Linked DNA regions of Mus musculus: all the other regions are linked to region 1. A link is a contact called in public HiChIP or PLAC-seq and promoter capture Hi-C data. All regions are on one chromosome and are shown on one strand. The core of a region is the stretch at or near the end of the contact, and the rest is flanking DNA. Distances in the headings are between cores, read along the strand shown.

What was found. HiChIP or PLAC-seq counts read pairs in DNA pulled down with a chosen protein or histone mark. Capture Hi-C pulls out chosen DNA fragments and counts their contacts.
Region 2: an H3K27ac HiChIP or PLAC-seq map of oligodendrocyte precursor cells shows a contact between it and region 1, with 3 times the contacts expected there. The contact joins two enhancer-like sites. A contact is called at or near these places in 2 of 15 datasets of contacts at CTCF or cohesin (the NIH/3T3 cell line and large pre-B cells), 1 of 484 Hi-C or Micro-C datasets (cerebellar granule neurons) and 2 of 115 datasets of contacts at active chromatin or transcription factors (embryonic stem cells and oligodendrocyte precursor cells).
Region 3: a promoter capture Hi-C map of adipose tissue shows a contact between it and region 1. The contact joins two enhancer-like sites. A contact is called at or near these places in 2 of 39 promoter capture datasets (liver and pre-B cells), 1 of 15 datasets of contacts at CTCF or cohesin (the NIH/3T3 cell line), 114 of 484 Hi-C or Micro-C datasets (the 3T3-L1 cell line, 3T3-L1-derived adipocytes, the 63-12 cell line and 68 more), 18 of 115 datasets of contacts at active chromatin or transcription factors (CD8 T cells, the HPC-7 cell line, acute myeloid leukemia and 12 more) and 5 of 9 other capture datasets (adipose tissue, embryonic stem cells, embryonic tail and 2 more).

What each region holds. Positions count from the first base shown.
Region 1 is chr10:39,238,757-39,241,580 of GRCm38.p6, forward strand. No RefSeq gene overlaps it. Among named protein-coding and RNA genes, the nearest start is that of Gm31562, 4.6 kb to the right of the region's middle. Within about 2 kb of position 1,370, at least 74 of the 459 cell types and tissues checked have an H3K27ac peak or open chromatin away from gene starts, as enhancers often do. A contact at or near this core is called in adipose tissue, brain, cerebellum and 3 more, where this site is marked.
Region 2 is chr10:39,671,381-39,674,204 of GRCm38.p6, forward strand. The region is part of intron 2 of E130307A14Rik (RIKEN cDNA E130307A14 gene); the gene reads right to left. Among named protein-coding and RNA genes, the nearest start is that of Gm16364, 59 kb to the left of the region's middle. Within about 2 kb of position 1,396, at least 83 of the 459 cell types and tissues checked have an H3K27ac peak or open chromatin away from gene starts, as enhancers often do. A contact at or near this core is called in oligodendrocyte precursor cells, where this site is marked.
Region 3 is chr10:39,505,673-39,508,496 of GRCm38.p6, forward strand. All of the region lies in intron 3 of Fyn (Fyn proto-oncogene), which reads left to right. Among named protein-coding and RNA genes, the nearest start is that of Gm40627, 83 kb to the right of the region's middle. Within about 2 kb of position 1,444, at least 41 of the 459 cell types and tissues checked have an H3K27ac peak or open chromatin away from gene starts, as enhancers often do. A contact at or near this core is called in adipose tissue, brain, cerebellum and 2 more, where this site is marked.

The DNA.
Region 1 (2,824 bases), core at 120-2,619:
TAGTGTTTGTCCAAGTCTTTGTAGGTCAAGGTTGAGGGCTTGTCAAGAAGAGAGCCCGGAGGAGCCAGCCTGGAGTTGAGCCAAGAATCGAGTCTTTGTCAGAACAACAGTCGCTGCCGAATAGGAAGGAGTAAAGTATCCATGTAATGTATGTTTTATTTCTGACAGGTAACTTTTCATCACGCCGTGAGCTTGTGTGAGCAGTGGTGGTATGGGCTGGTTGTCCCTGAGAGCCATGGCTTTGAGCAAATGCCTAAGCCTTGTTCAAAGTATGAGGAAAGCCCAGGGGACAGGAAGTTTGTCACACACAGCTTAAAGCTACAGGAAGGCACACAGCACCTCCATTTTGAAACTTAGTTTAAAAGGCTGTTTCAAGCCCCAGCCCAGTGATCACAGCATCCACATATCAAGACTGTGTTGGCTTTAAACGTCTCTAAATTTATTCTATTATCTATGCTCTCATGCCCCAGACCTCAGACTCCTGTTCCCATCACAAATCTGTGAGGTCACAGGCCAGGAGCTGTGATTTCAGCCTTTCTCCAGTAGAATTCTCCCAGCTCCTGACAAAGTCAGAGGTCACTCTCTGCCCCCATTTTTCCTTGGGAATGAATACCATCGACAGAGCTAACTCGGCCTGGAGAGCAGACCCTGGAATATTAGGTGTGGGTGAGGCTGAGATCAGAGCTATAGAACAGGAAGAAACCTACACTAGCCACCTGCTGTTATGTGGAAGAGGTAGGGTCACGGAGAGGATTTTGTTTTCAAAGGCAACATACAGCCTCATATGGGAAAAGGGATGGCAGCCCAAGGAAGAAGCCATAATGAACTAGGGTGAACAGGCACTCTATTCCCCTATGGAGAATAGCCTTCCCAATAGCTCTCTGGGATGGCCCTGATCTTCTATCTTCCAGTGCCATGATGATTCATATCCCCCACACGCACACACCCACGCGCACATTCACGCACATATACACATGCACAATCACACTAAGAGAAGTTGATGACTATGATATCTTTGAGCCAAGCAGGAGAGCCTTTAAAAATCAAAGCCAGTGACAGGTTTGAAGGAAGGGGCAGGGGAGGCAATGTGTCGAGTATCACCTCCAAGAGTGAGTGGTGCAGATGAGGAGAACTCTTCAGACCTGGATCCCGGACTTCTCTACCAGGGAAAACAATGGGAAAGTGCCTCCTTTGTTCCTTTGGAATTCGATCAGGATTCCCATTTCATTGTGTAGTCTTTGCCAAATGCAAATTCTAAGATACCCACTAGAGGTCGCTGTTCGTTACAATCAAACCCGGCTCCCCCGTTGGGCGGGGAAGCCCGAGCCGCGTGGTCTTCACTGCAAAGCAATCTGCAGACTTCAGTGAAAGAAAATCAGCTCCCTCACTCCCCAGGGTAGGTTCGTGCTGCCTGCAAGGACATTGCTTTTCATCACAGAAGTCAAAAGAAGATACAGCAAATCATCAAAGAATGTTTTCAACACCCCCCACCCCCGCACAGTTTGACTTTTCAACGGGTTCCAATGCCTCCCCCACTGCCCTATTGTATCATTTCTTCCCAGACGACCATCAAACAATCAGACCCGAGTAGAAGCCAAGCTGAAATACTAACTATATGTTTGTTGATCGCCACTACTACCCCACACCACTGGGGCTTATTTCTTTCTCTGCTGGGCTATACCCAGAGTATAAAATAACCAAGAAACACGAGGAGACAGCAGCAGTAAAGACCCTTAGTACCTGCAGCTTCTCTCAATGGTTAGAGCTCTGAAGGTGAAGAACGAGAGTGTAGTCAAAGCTGTTATCAATGTACCAGGGCACTGCCCGGCTGCCTCCTAGTCTATCCGAGTAGGCCCTGAGAAGCTGACCACTCTCCAGTAGAAGGCCACATGTGCAAGCATATTTGGGCAGCACAAATTGGTTATCAGAGATTTTTAAGAAACAAAAACAAAACAAGACAAAACACGCACAAAGTTGGGTGGACGGAAAAGAGAATGGACCAGAGAAAAGTTGGGCAAGTGAGGTAAATAAAATCAAAACATGTCCAAAAAAACTAATGAACATTTTAAAAATGAAGTTATCTATCTTTATAAAATTACACAAGAATTAAGTAAGTGCATAGCACTTTGCATAGCATTGTAGTAGGCACTTTATATTTTTAAATTTTATTTCTACTCAAGTTGGCCTGGACAGGGGAGAGACTGGATATAGGGAGCAGTCAGGGACTATTTTCCCGCTGCCCCTCAAAACCGGAATGGACCTGAGCAACACGCACAAGACAGGCAGAAGGAAGGATGGCCAAGTGTGCAGCTCCTAGAAGAGCTTTGAAACAGCACCACTGGTCTGAGCCCAGAGCTCTCTGGACCACACTCCATCTTTCTCTCCACTTAAGACTGCAGTGCTGTGTTAATGTCCTCTCGGAATACAAGTGGGATGGCTTCCAAACCACTTGGATGCCTGTATTGGCATCACATTGGTGTCAATGGCCTGTGAAAGCCAGTTCCGAAGGCTCGGGTGAGCAAGGGGGCTGCTTCTAGACCAGTGGCTCTCAACCTCCCTAATGTGGGACCCTTTAGTACTCATGCTGCGGTGACCCCCAACTGAAAGATTATTTTTGTCACTACTTCACAACTATAATTTTGCTACTTTTATGCATTGTAATGTAAATATTTGTGTTTTCTGATGGTCTTCGGTGACCCCGGTGAAAGTGTTGTTTGACCCCCCGGGCTGAGAACCATCATTTAGACTATCCTGAGACAATGAGGCCCAGGCTTTCTTCAGTGTGGTGTTCTCTAGCATTCAAGGCTCAGGATGGCCTGTTTGC
Region 2 (2,824 bases), core at 146-2,645, 430 kb after region 1:
TGAAGTTACCTTCTTACTCACAGCACTCTGGCCCCTGGATTCCCCTGCCTTCCCTCAAACATGCCAGACTGATGGCTCTCACAGACCTTTACAGGACCTGATCCTCTGCCCAAGGGGAGGACTCTCTTCAGACTCTCTGCAACCTCACAGACACCATCTCCTGTACCCTGATTTTCTTCACAGCAGCCATCAGCATCTGGGGCAGCTCTGCCTGCCAAGAGTGGCTCACTTTCCTGAACATGTGGTATGACTACACTTTCTGGCCCTCTGTAGCTGGCTGTAACCCTATGGCTTCTTTTGGCCCTGAAAATGAGAGACATGCCATGTATCAGTTATAAGCTTTGAGAATCCGTGTATCATTTGATATTCTCCCTAAGACTAGCCTTACCCCCTGGTGGTTCTCTGGATGGCCTGGGTGCCATGTGGAAGTGACCCAGAGGAAAGTCCCTCCTTCTGACCTTCAGTGACCACTCTTTGATGAGGACTAAAACTTTTTTTTGCTTCAACCTCTGAGATACAAGCGTGTTTACTGCCACCAACCAGTGTAATGTACCCTGACTAACATATTTATCTGTTTTCTGTCTCTCCTCTTTAAATTTTTATCTATATAAATATAGGACTCAGCCGGGCGTTGGTGGCGCACGCCTTTAATCCCAGCACTCGGGAGGCAGAGGCAGGCGAATTTCTGAGTTCAAGGCCAGCCTGGTCTACAGAGTGAGTTCCAGAACTGCCAGGGCTACACAGAGAAACCCTGTCTCGAAAAACCAAAAACCAAAACCAAAAAATAAATATAGGACTCTGTTCCCTGCTGCATCCCCAGTGTCTAGAATAGTGGACACAGGTTCTATTCTCAGCATTAGCTGGACAGCTGCATGAACCATGGCTTGATCACACTGTGTGAGACAGGAGATTTAACAATGGCAGGTAAATCTAACCCTGTAAAGATTAATTCTACAGAAATGTCCATTCAAGCTAATGGAAACCCATTTCAAGATCCCAGGGTCTAAAAGGAGAACTCACCTTCAAGTAACAGAATATAAAGTGGCCCAAACTGTAAGGATAAATGGAGATCTAGCACGAAGCTGGGGGTGTGGGGGCAGGTGTCGGTGACAATCTAACTAACAAGGATTAGCAGTGTTTGTGTCAAAGCTGAATGCTGCTGTGGTTCCCTTTCCCGGTGTGGACATTAGCATTCGAAATGAATGGAGCTTCACAGAGCCAGGATTTTCTCTGCCCTTATCATAAACTGGCCTGTGAGCCCCTCCGAGGACTCCCCCTAAAGCTGTGTGGGCTTTTGTGAGCTGCTGCCCTTTCATGGGCTTCCTCCTCATGTGCCTGCATTGGGACAGGGATAATGCATTTCCTGTATCATGTGGCACAGCACAAGGAAACTCTTTGTGTCCCTACAGAGGAAGAGTCCATCTGTAAGTAGTTTTTAAGAGTGTACTGAAGGGTCTTGTTAGGGTGACTTACTCTCCCAGTTAGATTTGGGTGATGGAGTGGACCACGTGACAGACATGCATAATGAGCTGCTTCAGCTGCTGCCAGTGGGAAGCAGGGACTGTGGAGTGAGAGTCTCACAGTCATTGAGAGCAGGACCAGTCAGGAGAGGTGAGCCTCCTTCTGAGTTGCCTTTTCCCACTGCCACAATGTTCCAGTGTTATGAGGCTTCTGCGTTTACTGGTTTCTCACAAAGCAACTGCCTTTCCAGTTAGTTCCTAATTCAAACTGGAAATGCATGATTTCTGTGCAGTTCCCTAAAGAGCAAGCATTAGCAAGATGGGTCGGCAATCATTCACGAAATGCATTTGGAAGGAGTCTTTCCATGTTTTGTCATGAAAACAGGAAATGCATCTTATCCCAGAATGAGAAGGCTGGATCTGGGTTTGCCTTTTCCAAACTATCTCTTTTCCTCCTCCTTGTATTTTCTTTTCTCTATTCCAATGATTCCCTTCCCTCTCCTTATACACTAGTAATTAATCTCCTAATGACTATGACAAGGCACATCACTGGTTGCACACTTTCTGTGGGTGGTACACAACAGTGACTTACAAACTTCAAACCACCGGCTCACAACTCTATTACTGAAGTGGCCCACCTTGAAGTTAACTTTGGATGCGTCTGGTGGTGCTGAGGAAATGGGCGAGGGGGCGGCTAACGCAGCCATTCTGCTCTGACCTGACCTTTGATGTGACAAGTTCATGGATCAATGATACATCTGATAGCAAATCCAAATCCACTACAGCTGCTGAGATGGCTCAGAGAGGACTGTCAGGAAAAGGACTGACTGGGTAGGAGGCAGGAACTGAGTTGGACCTTCAGGCACAGGTATGTTTTAGGTGTTGAAAGCGCAAAATACTCTATTAGAGATCAGAAAAGTGTGACATTTTGACTGACTTCAGCTTTTTTTGTGACACCCATCTTCATAGCCTCAGTTTTTCAACTAACTACACATGTCAGCTACATAAGTCATCTAAGGAAGGTTTTTAAATAGTCATCAAATGTTTGTAATTGGCAATTAATCACAGCAAAGATTACCAAGACTCCACAGCTGTGAGCTTTATGCTGGCTATAAAGATGGGGGAATTATTTGTCCAGTGTACCAATGAGTGTCGCAGATCAGTGCTGCAGAATGGGAGGAAAACAGAAAATAGGCTCTGAGAAAGGACAGCACAGGCTTCCAGTAGCTTTGGAGGCCTCCTTTGGACACTTTAAAGTATGTCACTTTCACATTGGTGGCTTTAGAGACTTTTTCTTTATGGACAGAAAGCTGTCACTCTACAAAAAGTCCCCAGTTCCTCAGCTACTTCCTTCTGACCGGCTC
Region 3 (2,824 bases), core at 194-2,693, 270 kb after region 1:
TCTACCACAAGTACATACGTCTTTTGTGTTTGGTTGGGGGTGGGGCAGATTATACGAACACTTCACTTCATGAGTTAATTTGCCTGTAAAGTGAATCATGTCTTAAATGCAATAGGAGAGCTCATTTTTATACCAAGGAAACTTTCCGCTACCGCCTCCCTCGTGGTATGTATAAATACCCTTGCCACAGATAGGGAAGACGGGGAAATTGAGGGCTGCTTTAGTTTTGTTGGCTCAAACAGTCATTAAGATGCCAAACCATACCAAGGAAGAGGTGACTCACTGTGGTTCCAGCACCTCCATAGAACCCACTATTCACAGTGTGGAATGTAGATGGAGACAGAGGCACCAAGGCTAACAGAGGCACTGTGCTCTCTGTCCCTGGACGTGGTGTCAAGAGGCGTCCTTCCCTCTGACTTTCCCGCCATGCCTCTTTTGTACACTTTTGTGTGGACTTACCAGGGCTCCATGGTACAGAAAGCAGCTTTGTTGCAGAAGTCCTGAGTTCTGGACATGGACTCTAGTCACCTGTTGTCACCTCTCGTCCCCACCCCGAGCTGAGCTGTGGACACATTCCCCTACCTCTCTATAACAGGGCCCATGTTTGAGGACTTAGAATGTGGTGGTGGGGTTGCGTTTTCCAGTGCAGTACAGTGCAGTGCCTGGCATACATGAGTATGCATACATACACTTCGGATGTTGGCTATGACTGCCAGGATGTGGAACCACCACCTCTACAGTGCCCCATCCCGTAACTAGGCATTCATCTTCTGCAGGCTTCGGACAGCATCCGTGTATTAGCTCACCATTCTGTGGGCCGTAAGCCGGCACGTAGCATGACCGGAATCTCTGATCAGCGAGGCTGAACTAAGGGTGTCAGCTGAGCTGTCACTGGGGCCTTGCTAGGGAAGAATCGGTTTCCTGACTCACACAGACTCTTGATCAGTCTCAGTTGCTCTGGTTTGCTGTGGTCTTGGAACTGACATGCCAGTTCCCTGCTCTGCCAGCTGTGAGCGCTCCTCAGCAGTGGAGAGCCCACATCTGGCCACGTGTTAAGAGCTGCAGGAGAGAGGATCCTCACTTTGAATGCTTCTTCTCACACTTCGGCTCTGCATGTGCAAGAAGAGCCATGACCTCCAGGGCTTACTTGATGAGGTCAGCTCACGGGGACACTGTCCTTCCTAAGGTTGGCTACGCCAAGTGACACAGCCTAACACAGGAGCGGCTGTTTAATTCACACATCCTGGAGACTGTACAGGAAGTTGGAAGGTAGCTTACAGTTCTGCGCACCACAGCACAACCTCAGCAGGGCCAGGGACAAATGGCTCACTTCTTCCATCCATCTGGCAGCAAGTATACTTTGCCAAGTGGGCAGAACTGCACTGCACTGCGCTGACACAGGGTGGACCCAGCACTAAGGCTGTCTGCGGCTCAGCCCCCAAGGTCTTACAGTTGCACAATGCAAACCCGGCTGGATCTTTCCTTTGGCTTAGGACCTCCACCAGTGCTTATGCAACCAAGAGGCACCAAGGCACCCTGCTTTTTCTCCATCCACCTAATTCCTAGGACCTCTCTGACTGTACCGAAAAGACAGATAAAGACCCTTAAGCTGCCAGGGTCATCTGGCTGTGTTCTAGGAAGAAGGAACAACCCATTGGGCAGGATGGAAAGGTGTTGGTGAATCAGGAAACTTGGCTGGCAGGTTCTGTAACCCAGCTACCACTGCTCCGGGCATAGTGTTGAGCTGCCTAAATGAGGCTCTAGCAGTTATGTGCGGAAAACTCCTAATCAGCTGCCCTGGCTCCTCAGGGGATTCACTGTCTGCCGAGAATCTAGTAAAGTTCCTTAAAGTCCTAGTAAAGTTACTCATCCTGTGGATGGTGTTGATTTTCTCAGCATCAAAAGCTGTGTGCCAGGAGCCTCTCTCCTAAGGTCGCCTCACTCTGACTGTGCTCCGCCTCCTCCTGCCCTCTCTCATCCCACTGCTGTTCATTCATGAAGCGGTCCACTTTTGCCTCTGCCCCTGACACAGTGTGAGGAGCTGCAGGGGACCTACAACTCTGCTCTGAATTCCTCATTGCTTATGTGTCGTTGGTCCGGCTCCCATCCTTTTCTTACTCTCCATTGTCAGCTTTGCCCAAGAAAGAGCGATGCTAGAGTGGAAGGGACCATGAGGCAAGTCGTGTCAGAGTTCTGTGGCCAGACCTCACTGTCCTTTCCCAGGCCAGCGCTGCCCACTAGGCTCCCAGGGTGAGAATGGGGCATGGGAGGGGGATAGGGATGAAGAGCTAAGTCTAGAGCTGTCACTTCTCCATTCCTTCTTAAGTTGGCTCCAAGGTAGCAGCCTACTCTGCTAAGATGGCGGCTACTCATTGGCTCTTTTCCCTGTATGTTGCAGAGAAAGGCATTTGCCAGCATGCCCGGTGTCTCATCCAGGCCTTGTTACCCAGCAGCTGTAGAACTTGATCATGGGCATTGCTCTTGGGTTGGCAGCTGAGGAAATGGAAGCTTTCTCATTGTTTGTGTGCCCAGCCTCAGAAGTTGAGAGTGGGTACCCACCTGGGCCCACCTCTGGTCAGAACGTACCTGACCTGTGATAGCTGAGCCCCCCCCCCCATACTGCAGGGCCCCCTCTGTCACAGAAGAACTGTGTGGAGGGTTTGAGGCCACACCATGACCGTAGTATAAAGCGATCATATCTGCTGTGCTCATGGGAGGAGGGTGTGGCTGTGTTTCAGTGTGTCTGGCAACTCTTCCCCTGTTGTGTAACTTAAATAGATTTGTGGGACTATGTCCATTTAAGGAAACAGGGTCCCTTAGCTTT